Linked DNA regions of Dromaius novaehollandiae: region 1 is linked to region 2. The links are chromatin contacts, called in public Hi-C maps. All regions are on one chromosome and are shown on one strand. Each heading gives the region's core, a stretch centred on a gene start, on an enhancer-like site or on the middle of the called end of the contact. The rest is flanking DNA. Distances are from core to core; before and after follow the strand shown. Region 1 overlaps FGF14 (fibroblast growth factor 14). Region 2 holds the start of TPP2 (tripeptidyl peptidase 2).

What was found. A called contact is a pair of places that touch in the nucleus more often than the background predicts.
Region 1: a Hi-C map of ovary shows a contact between it and region 2, with 4 times the contacts expected there. The contact joins the enhancer-like site here to the promoter of TPP2 in region 2. A contact is called at or near these places in 2 of 4 Hi-C or Micro-C datasets (liver and ovary).

Annotation. Positions count from the first base shown.
Region 1 is chr1:160,067,897-160,073,652 of bDroNov1.hap1, reverse strand. The region is part of intron 1 of FGF14 (fibroblast growth factor 14); the gene reads right to left. Among named protein-coding and RNA genes, the nearest start is that of FGF14, 250 kb to the right of the region's middle. Within about 2 kb of position 3,537, at least 1 of the 2 cell types and tissues checked has open chromatin away from gene starts, as enhancers often do.
Region 2 is chr1:159,748,362-159,753,585 of bDroNov1.hap1, reverse strand. It overlaps TPP2 (tripeptidyl peptidase 2), which reads left to right and starts at 3,355. Exons shown (of 29, transcript XM_026121645.2): 1 at 3,355-3,601. The coding sequence starts at 3,356.

The DNA.
Region 1 (5,756 bases), core at 2,288-4,787, 320 kb before region 2:
TATGTTGGCATATACAGAAGATCTGTTTCACTTAACATGCTGGAAACAAATACGGCAGAAAATAAAGTTTTCCTGGAACTTAAAAGCAAATAAAGTCCTAAAAAGCAGGAGTGAAAAACTGCATGTCCTTAGCACTAGAGAATCTGCTCGTGTGTTCGGTAATCACAGAACACCACTTCAATATTTGTTGTGACAGCCCGTAATAGTGACCTGTCAAACAATTATGCTAGCCCAAACCTGCTCTTGTAAGGAAAGACAGTCTAAGAAATCAGAAACAGGAGAAGGTGAATTGAAATTTGTTTGCTTGGGAGGGGAGATCAAAACCAGAATGCATCATTTCCCATATAACTTTATTAACAAGGCCACTGTTTCACTGAAATGCGTTATTTGAAACATCACAAGAGCGCCATGAAAACCACGTTACTGTATTATGTCTGATGTGGTTTTTATGTCAAAATCCTTTGCTAGACCTTCTTTAAATTTGTGAACCAAATTGATTCAGCCTTGAAAAAAGGCACTTGTTTTCTGTAAGGATTAAGTTTATGGAAAGTTTGAAACTTAAAAACATATTCATTTTGAATTATCAAAGTCAAAAGAAAAAAGAAAAAGAAAATTTTCCATCATGTTGCTCAAACTTTTACACTCTTCTTGACACTTGTTCAAAATAAAGTCAGTATTTCATTGAGACTAAGCACAGGAGAAGGAATATAAAGGAATATTCTGAAGGAAGTTATCATTATCCTAGTTGTAACAATTCTCATTAACAGAAAAAAACAAGATGTTCCTATGGCTCAGATATCTTCAAAACTGGCAGTTCCAATTGCTGAGGTATCATTAAAGTTGCAGTTATGATGACAGGCACACATATATATACAAAGAGCACTATGATCTTTAAATCCAAAGGAATAAGAATTTTTTCCTGTTCAGCTATAAAAACTCCTTGTTCTCAAGCTATATGCTTGCAGTTGAGTTTATTTTTAAAAATAAACTGTTGCATAGAAATCATTCGCAGCTGGCTGTAGTCCACAGTTTTTAAAGGAAATTTCCAAAAAAATCCTTCTACTCCTTAATCATATAAACCAGAACCTTGCTTCATTAGCAAATGCTACCGTATTTATTACCCTAACATTCAACCTATCAAACCTAGGCCAAAGCTTTCAAAGGCAGGCACTTAACTCCAGAAGGAGATTTAAGCTCCCCATCACTTGTGCAAAGGCTGCTAATGTCCATTTTCAGAAGGCCAAAACAAATTCCGTGTCTAAAGTTATAATGTTAGGCGCATTATAAAAGACAGCAAAAATTCCAGAGCCCTTTTCTGTCTCTTGTTCACATACTATCTCCCAATGCTTGTTATGATTAAAAAACTCACATATTGATAGACAGCAGCTTAGACATAATTTTTAAAATAAACTCATGTTTCGAAAATAAGTAAAGGATGGTAAAACATATATATTGGAACAAAATTCGAGGAAGATAGCCATAATACCTGATATTGAAAGAAAAGGTTTTCTGTGTAAACTGGCCCAAGAATAAGAAGTAAAAATATTAATTGAAAAAAATAAGCTCAGCAAAAATAGTTCACAAAATAAATATTTATTGAAAACAGTTATTTAAAGAAATGTCTCCTCACTCTTCATTGTCTATCTATTGCACCCTGATGCTAGCGCTTGAGAATTGGAGAGTGGGGGAAAAAAACCCCCACAAACCAAAAGAAAAAAATGGAAAAATTTAAATTATACTTGTAACGGTGGAATACATATGGTGAAACTAAATTTAGATTGTCTGTGATTCCATATATCCCATTGATTTTGGCTTTTATACCCAGAAGGCTATTTGGAACAGTGTCAGCATGGTAGGGTCCTGGCCTAAGATTCCTAGGTATTACAAGAGAACAATGACTATGTGCACATATATATGTATGTAAATATATATAAATATTTGTAGATATTTACACACATACATCTAAAGTAAATAGGCAGCAATGCAGTAATTCTTACAAAATTCTGCATACACATTCACCCTGTCTCTCATTTATTTACTTGAAATGTATCTGCATGAAGATCAGATATTTGGCCCTAAACATAACCTACCACTGTCTAACTGGGCACAAGCAAAGCTTTAACAGTCCACTGGAAACAGGGCAGAGATTTATAACAGAATTACCAAGATTAGTACGAATGAAATGAATGGAAATGTGTGTGTGTGTGTGTGTGTGTGTGTGCGCGCACGCGCGTGTGTGCAGGGAAGGATGTAAGCAAGCTCAGGAAGCCTTTGATTTACAGGATACAGGATTCAACATGGTAGGCTTTGCCAAGAACATCCCTAAGCTCTGACTAGCTGCTGGCAGAGAAACATAGCTAAGAAAAGCTGCCTGGTTGCTGAAAATTGCACAGAAATCTGAACTGACCTATTCTGGAGCCCAACGATTGACCTACACATCCTGCCCCTGTTCCACCTCCTTCCACTGTTTCTGACCAGACCAAAAATCTGATTTTTTTAATATGATGAGCTTTCCATTTAAAAAGAATAAAGTAAGCTTTTTCTATGTTGACTTGCCACAACTATGTCTCCACTTGCTTCTGTAACCTGACAACACAGGCGCTAAAGAACCATAGTCTGGAAGACCACTGTAGAGAGAAAAGTTGCCAGAGACAGGGAATCTCAGAAATGTAGCATTGCAAGTGATGAGATCCTGCCAGATTCAAATTCCTCCATCAAGGAAAAGCTATTCCCCTCCATTCACTTGTTCTGTCATTAGAGGAATACCTGTACTCCGCCAGCTGCTACCTTGCATCTGTCCACTAAAGTGTGAGTCAAAATGTAAACTAAAATAACCTATATGGTGTTTGTCTGTATATCAAGTCAAGACAACCTGAGAATGAAAGAAACTGTAGCTGCTTTACACCCAAAAAGCGTATCCACTTAGTCTGTGTTCAGATCAAATCATGAATGTTTGGGGGAATTTTCTGAGGTTGTTTAAAATGAAGAAAAGACTAAATTCATAATCTTTCCCAATTTTCTTGTGAGTTTCTGAAAAGTTTTCTAAGTTATGTCTGTTACTTACCATTCTTGTCAAGATCTGAGAGAGATTTTACCTGGACAAATGCCTGAGGTAAAGAAGTGCCAAAAGGAGAAATAAAGAAAAACAGACAGAAATGGCAGCTAGACTATCTTGTTTCTCTCGCCCCAATTGCTTTTTATTTTGATCCATTTAGTCCCACAGCTTGACAAATGGTTAAACTAAGGAAGGTAACTGTAATCGAAGTGTGAATGAATTGCTTCCTTAGTTTTTTCAGTCTGCATTACAGAGTAAAAGTACACAGTTGAGGTTTGACATAAAAATAAACTGTGTTTAGGGTACACTAAAAGCCACTGTTATGTTTGAAGTATAAACTTGCTAACTAATACAAGTCAGCTGGAACACATTAGCAGTTTCTAGCTGTCAAAATAATGCATTTAGAGAGGTACTTTCTCCAGCTACAGATTCGAAGATAAAAGTGCCACTTTACCACTAAAGTTCTGCAATTGGCCCGAAGTTACAGGTGAGGGCACTATAAGCAAAAATAAAACCTTAGGACAGGACAAATGCAGATGCATTTGAAGTGAAACATTTTTAAAAGGCATAACAAAAATGCGCTCATTGAGATTTCAGAGAACAGTTACTCCCAAGCTGAAAAGCACTGAGTACTTGCTATTTAAACACCGTTATTTAGAGAGTAATAGAGGCTTTTCCTTAGAAAATTTATATCCTATATCTTCATATTAGACATCTTAAGTAAACTGCCTCAGAATAAAATTCATATAATCAAACAAGATTACACATGGAAACGTAAATCTGCTGCCCAGTGCGCTTGAACTAGGGTTCAGTCTGAGATATGAATATACATCAAGAGCAATGAAAATCCTAGCTCAGACTTTTCCTCTCTATGTTTATTAAATCACATTTTATACTATAGTAAGAGATCTAATATTCTAAAGTATCTTTTTTTCCAAAGTAAATGCAACCATAGAGCATTTCCGTACTTGTTTCCTCAATACAGAAATGTACATCACCTTCATTCAGAATTATTTGGAGTTTAAATAGTAGTTTTTCTTTTATAAATTGTTATATACTCCTTAAAAATGAGAATTTAGTTCATTTTTTTGTTTTACTTTTGTTTTACGCATTTGAAATATTTTTCCAAATGACAATTACATTGATTTTTCCATAAGATGTATCATTCCAGCTCAAATATTTAATGAGACTGAGCAGGAAAAAAGACCACGTTTAGTCACTGTTGTATGTAACATGATTAAAAATAAAAAACATTCAGCACCAAACTACTTCTCTGAAAGTGAGTGGAACACATTTTTTCTCTATAGTTGGCTCAGAACATATTCCAAAATTTTGAACAAGAAATGGATGAAGTCTTTATTTAAAAGTTTTGAGCAGAGTTTAGACTCTGACTTCATAACAAAATTTTATGGTCTAAAATCTAGAACAACCAAAGCATTTTTTCTAGAATGACCAGTACAGAAAAAATATAGACTGTCTTGTCTGCAAACCAGTATGAGACAACTGAAGACTGTTGGGCATGGTACATGCACAAGAGAAGCACCCAGAATCTTGTGTATGGCTTCTTCTGAGTAAAATCCTTAAAAATAAACAAATACAAAACTTCCCAAGAATATGAAGGAAGGGGGAAAAAAACCAAAAAAAGCAATTACAGTCTAAGATTTTAAACCTAATGAGTCTTCCAACAATCTGCAAACTTGATCTATTACAGCATTTCACCAAACAACTACACTGACTTCATGATGGCATATAAGTTCAATACTGCTGTAGCGGAGACAAACTTCATACACAGACCACACCTGGAAATATTTGACTCCTAGTTACCAGAAGCCTGCTATGCTTCATGAAGTGCTAGGTATTAGGGCCAAAATCCAAGCTGTTCAAATATTTAGCTAGTCCAATGTCTGTGACATTGAGCTATAAAATGCCTAAATTTGAGGAACTTGCTCCAGGTTTAAGGCTGTGCGATACGAATGCAAACAGTCAGCTTGGCAAACAGAGGGATGGATGCATAGCAGGACCACTTCTGACATCTGGGATTTCAGGCTGATTTTTCCATGGATCCTTAGGCAGCCTAAACTCGAAGGTTAGGAAAAACAGTAGGTCAAAGTGACCTACTAATATGTTCCAAATGACACTGTAGGTGCCTAAGTGGTTGGCTGCACGCCTTCATTAGGCACAGCAACACCAAAAGACTTGTCTAACCCCAAGATGGGCCCTAGGACCCCAAGATAGGGAGCAAGGTTGCCTGTAAAACACACAGGGAGGATGAGAAACCAGGCCACGATGATGAAGGAGCTGCCTAACCCCAGGACACTGCAAGAAGGCACTTGCCTTCAGGTGATCAAAAGTTCACCAAAGACCTCTTCAAAGATCCAAAGCCAAGCTCTCTCTCCTCAAAGCAGGAAGCTCGCACTTATTTTAGAAAGGTGATGGTCCTTTTTTAATTAAATATTTTAGACTACCTCATCATCCTGCCAGAGATGGTTCACCTTTGGACTCCCACAAGGCCTCGCCAAGTACTATGTCCCAGAATTACCCGCAGTGGATTTGGGGCTCAGGTCTGCAGGTGGAATTAAAATGGTTTGAACTCTATCATGCAGCTGAAAATGTTCAGTCTGGTTCCTTTGTGTCCCCTTTGTTTTAAGGGAAAGCATCACGTCCATTTTGGACAGAAGCTTTTCCTGTGTGAGTCCTATAT
Region 2 (5,224 bases), core at 2,106-4,605:
ATTGTGCATCTCTGAAAATCAGAGTCCTAAGACATGACAGCAGTTGCTTACTTGTTCACTTTGGCTCAGCCCCAAGATTCAGATACAACCAGCTGAAATGGTCCCTCATATGGAAATGTGAATCTATGTAGCACAGCAAATCCAGATGAACTTTTGTATAAATTTAGATCCTGAGAGAGGCTAAAATCATTATTTTAATGATCAAACCATATTGACTCAAGAAATTTTACAACAAACTGTTGTTTTGAATTTTCAACATGCCAGCTTCACTTTTGGCTTTATTTTTGCTGGAACAGCAATGGTATTACTCAGAACAAAATAAAGCTCTATTTATTACAGTTCAGAAACTTATATACATTAAAGTGCATCAGTGTTGACAGTGCGTATTACCAGTATGAAGTAAATATATTGCAGAATTATTGTAACAACCTGTATATCCAAACTAAACATTAGAAATTCAAGAAGCTCAGAATTAAATAATCCTAAACGGAAAACTATTGTACACCAATGAGTTAGCGATTTGCCTAACAGTTAATCAAAACAGGCACCAGCCTGTGCTGTGCTGTGCTATGCTGTGCTGCATTATGCTGCATGTATAGCTTGGCCTTCAGGCCTGCCCTCCTTCAGGCAGTACATATTCTTTGGCTGCAGGATAAACTTAGCTGGCTGATCATAATGGAGGAGCATGTGGCAGCTCCCACTTGGTACTGGTGATTACAGCACCTGCATGTCCCTGTCTTTATCTTAAAGTGAAGCAGCAAGTTCTCATTTGAACACTCTTTTGTTTGACAGTGGAAATAAGGAATAGAATTATTTTCTTCTAATAAAATCCCGTAAGAGCTCTAAAAACCAAAATGTCGGTGAACCTCTCAACGGATGGGATCTGCACCAGGTGCTGTCTCGTGCCATGCCCCGAGTAGAGATCTGTCTGATGCTGTGCAGCTCAGGGTTCTCAGCATCTGAAGGGACATAACATTATCTATGCTCTTTTTCCTTCTTGTGTTAGCTCCAATAAATGATATTTTAAGCAGTACCTTACAGAGTCTGAGTCCCTAACTGGGATCATAATAAACATTAGCTCTAGTGTCTCGCACCAGTGCACAAATGTGCACTCAGAAACTCTCAATATGTTAAGATCTGCAAGTGCTCAGTAAGATGCACAGTCTTAACCCTTTTCTGAAGTCATACCACATAGCAATTGAACTAATATACGAATGTGAGTTTTAAACCTTGCAACTGAAATTGGGTTGAGATTTCTTTCTTCTCTCAAGGTATTACTCTAAAGTCTGTTCAAAGATATTTAGTTTGGTTTCCTCAAATTTTCTGATTCTTCCTGCAGAGCCTGCCCTCCTACTTAGAAGTGCACATCATATAGATACTTTTACAATTAACATAACTGTTAATTAGAAATTTGTTAGTGGTATAATTCTGACACCATGCAACAGAACAGAGCAAAAAATTTCAGACTTAGTAATAAATGTTTTTCCAGATTATAAAATACAGATTGTTTATTAAATGGGATAGGAAACATTTTGATGTAGCTTAATGTCTCAAAATATACTAGCAATATGATATATTAGACTTTTGTTGATCTAAATGTGCTGCCAGAAATACAAGTATCTCCCATTACAACATAAATATTAGCAATGACACACAGAAGGAAAACTAAACTCAAATGAGTGATAAATTACATATCACACGAGTTAATAATGGCCTTGTCAGAATAATTGTCTCCCTTAAGTAAGATCAGTCAGGGTTTTATGTAATTCTAAAAAATCTGAATATGGCCATCAGACCCCAACAGTATTCTAGGAAACAGTCAAGCATATCATATCTAGACTTCAAAATGTAAAATTGTTACTCATGACTGAAAACCAAAGAGGGAAGCAGATTGCATTAGTACAATAAGTACAGTACAGCTTTGACTCTTTTTTTAAGATATGTATTTTTAACTGTCTGCTCATCAGTTTTCTTTGGTACTTTAATTGCATAAAAGTGCTTGAGACCTCTAAAACCATTGATGGATTGGAAGAAGTTGCCAATCGTAGCCAAAAAAAACAAGGAAAATGCATAATCTACTTCTGTTGGCTAGCAAAAAAAAAAAAAAAATCTATTAAGAAGGAACAAATGCCAGATTTAGTTGAAGGAAGATTAATCATGTCTGACATACATTCAGTAATAAAGAAATCTCATCAGATCCAGGAAACAAAGAAGCATTATACAAATGGAAAAATTCCCAAAAGCCAAAATCCCCTTTGCCTTGCAGACAGTGATGAACAGATTAGTGTATCCATACAAATTTCTTTTCCGCAATAAAACTCTCCAAACAGAAACTTGCCTGAGGAAAGCACATTGATACTGAAATAAGCAACAAGAAGAGACAGTACCTTTATTGCCAATTTATATGGCTAAAGCCATGAGTCAGACCCTATGAACATGATTGCTTTTTTTAAAGAAATTCTTTGTGTATTTGTTTTCTGAGATTGTACAGTTCATTCAGTTTTTGCTTGCATGGTTTTCTGCAGTTGGGAAGGCTAGAAAATATCTTTTAGACCTCTCTTAAAGCTGAGATTTTCACTTATCTCACCAAACAACATTTTATTTGGAGCTGTCAATAGCCTATAGCTCGCCTTCTTTTGCTTAGAACTAAGTAGTTGCACAGGCATTAAACTGCAGCACACTTAAATACCATTATCCTCCCTACTGTAATGGAGATAACAGTGCCCCAGGGGGGCAGTTCAACCACATAACGTGTTTTTCTCGTAGAGATGAATCAGCAAATGAGACAATGCTTGATTTTTTTTTTTTCCAGCGGGTTACGAGCACGCTTCGTGCCGTATTACTGAGGTTTCCTTTCAGCGGTGCATGAGGCGCCTTCCGCCCCCGGCCAACGCCGGCCTGGGGCGGACAACGGCCGCCGGCCGCCCGCGGCGGAGCCGTTAGCCCTCTAAGGCGAGGCCCGCCCGGGAGCGGGGCTTCAGGGCCGCCCATGCAGCGTTGGAGCCCGGCCTGGTGCCAGGGGAAGACGGCTGTGACCCCCGCCGCGCCCCTCGCCGCCGCGGCTGTACCAGCCGACACGAACCGGCTCTGCGCCGCCCGCCCCCGCGGAGCAGAACCCCCACACGCTCCGCGCCTCAGGAAGGCCGGTGGACGGAGGGCGGTGCTGGTCACTTTAAGGCTGCCCCCTCCTAGATCCTCCCCATCACCAGAAGTTCCGGCGCGTAGCGGATTTCGCTTTTTTGATTGGCTGCAGCGCCTTGCGGTCTCCAGCTGCGGCGCGGGCGCCAGCACGTTGCGTGGTCTTATTGGCTGGTTTCGCCGTGCGTCGCGCGAGGGTGCGCCCCTCGGGGAGCGCATGCGCCGTGCCCTCCCCCACCCCACCCCACCCCCACGCTCTCGCGCTCCGTCGCCACGCGCGGCCCCTGTTTGCACTCCAATGATGGCGGCTGCCGTGGAGGAGCCGTTCCCCTTCCACGGCCTCTTGCCGAAGAAAGAGACCGGCGCCGCCGCCTTCCTCGCCCGCTACCCCGACTTCGACGGGCGGGGGGTGGTCCTGGCGGTGCTGGACACCGGCGTGGACCCGGGCGCCCCGGGCATGCAGGTAACGGGCGGTCGCATGCGGGGGAGGAGCCGCCTCGGTGCAGCGGCCCTGAGTCACCGCCCGCAGGGAGCGGCGGGGCCGCGCCGCGAGGGGGCGGTGGGCGGCCGGTGGCCGTGAGGGGCTTGCTGCTGGTGGTGGTGCCTTTTTTCTTTTTTTTTTTTCCTTACAGTTTCCTGTAAGTATTCGTGTGCTGCATTAGTATGAGCTTCGCGGAGGTCCGCTATGAGAGAGCGGAGAAAATCACGTAGATCAGGGTGTTGCGCTTCGGCTGTTTATATAAGGTTTTTGGTTTTGAGCCTTTCACAGGTGTCTTAGGACACTTCATCTCTTTGGCTGTCTTATTCACAGAACTTACCCTAAAAGAGTTCTTCGTATTTTTCTTAAACGTTAGCGTTATTTCAGTAGTAGCAGTGAGCTTCAAACAGCCACTTAAATATTTTCCATGGAAAGTGTGTTTCTAGCATACTTGGTATGCCTCTGTTGTCAGTGTATTTTTCTTACGTTGTATTGCAGTCAAATTCTGTATCGGGTTTGAATGTGCTGGCCCTTTTTGGATCTGCTACCTTTGTCTGTAGCTCAGAGTACACCATATTTGTCAATTATGATCTTGATCTCAGGTTTTATAAAATTCTGTGTAGGTGATCTTTAATTCGTGCATTTTGCCGTTTTTCCTTAATTCTTTCACCATTTTTTTTTTACATTTTACATTTTTAATCATATATATATATATCATATATGTATATATATAATCATATATATATGATATGATATATATATGATATATATATATGGTCTTTTATGTCACTGCTGCTTCTAGCTTCTTGTGATCATGCTTTCTGTCAGAGGATTCAGAAAGAGTTGTATGTAACTCCCATGGGAACTGTATCCTTTATTTAAGCAGGGACTGTGGTGGTTTCTGCCCTTTCTTTGGCACTAGTGCAGATTTTACTCTTCAGTGACTTAGTTCAGGGACCTAACTCTGATCTTTTAGTTCAGCTTTCTGAAGTGACCCTTTATGGAGTTCAGGTAAGTGAAAAGATAAGGGAAAGGACAGATAGGGTGGAAGGTGGGGCTGCGTAGCTTTAGCGTAGGTTGGTTTAAATTGATATGAAACTGGTGCTCTTGGCAAAAAAGCTACAGGTAAATGGAATATTAATTAGGAAGCTTAGCAGGAAGTTAGCTAACAAGCAAACAGGATAGTATCATGACAGACCAGAAAGCACTAAAAGGCAATTTGGAAGTTATGAATAGAAGTGGAAGGTTCATAGTTCTGACGGGATTGACAAGTGAAAGCAACAAGTCTAAATCTGTAGAGGTTTTGTATATGAGGGACAAAGACAGCATGAGTTTGCATGGTCAAGACTGAGATAATGAGGGTTCATAACAATCCCTTATTATCCCTATTTTCTTGATCTGAAGGCTAAAATTTCAGGTAGTGGAGTAGACATTTTATAGAGAACTTTGGAAAAAAAGAAACTCATCTTGTCATTGGTGAAAGCGAGTTTGAGGGGATGTTGGAGAAACATGTAAAGAGGTTGTCTATGTGCTCTTTTCATGCTTGCCCACTTCATACAAAGTCTTAATCTAGCTGGTACTTATTTTCCTTTCCTTTCTGAACCTTTT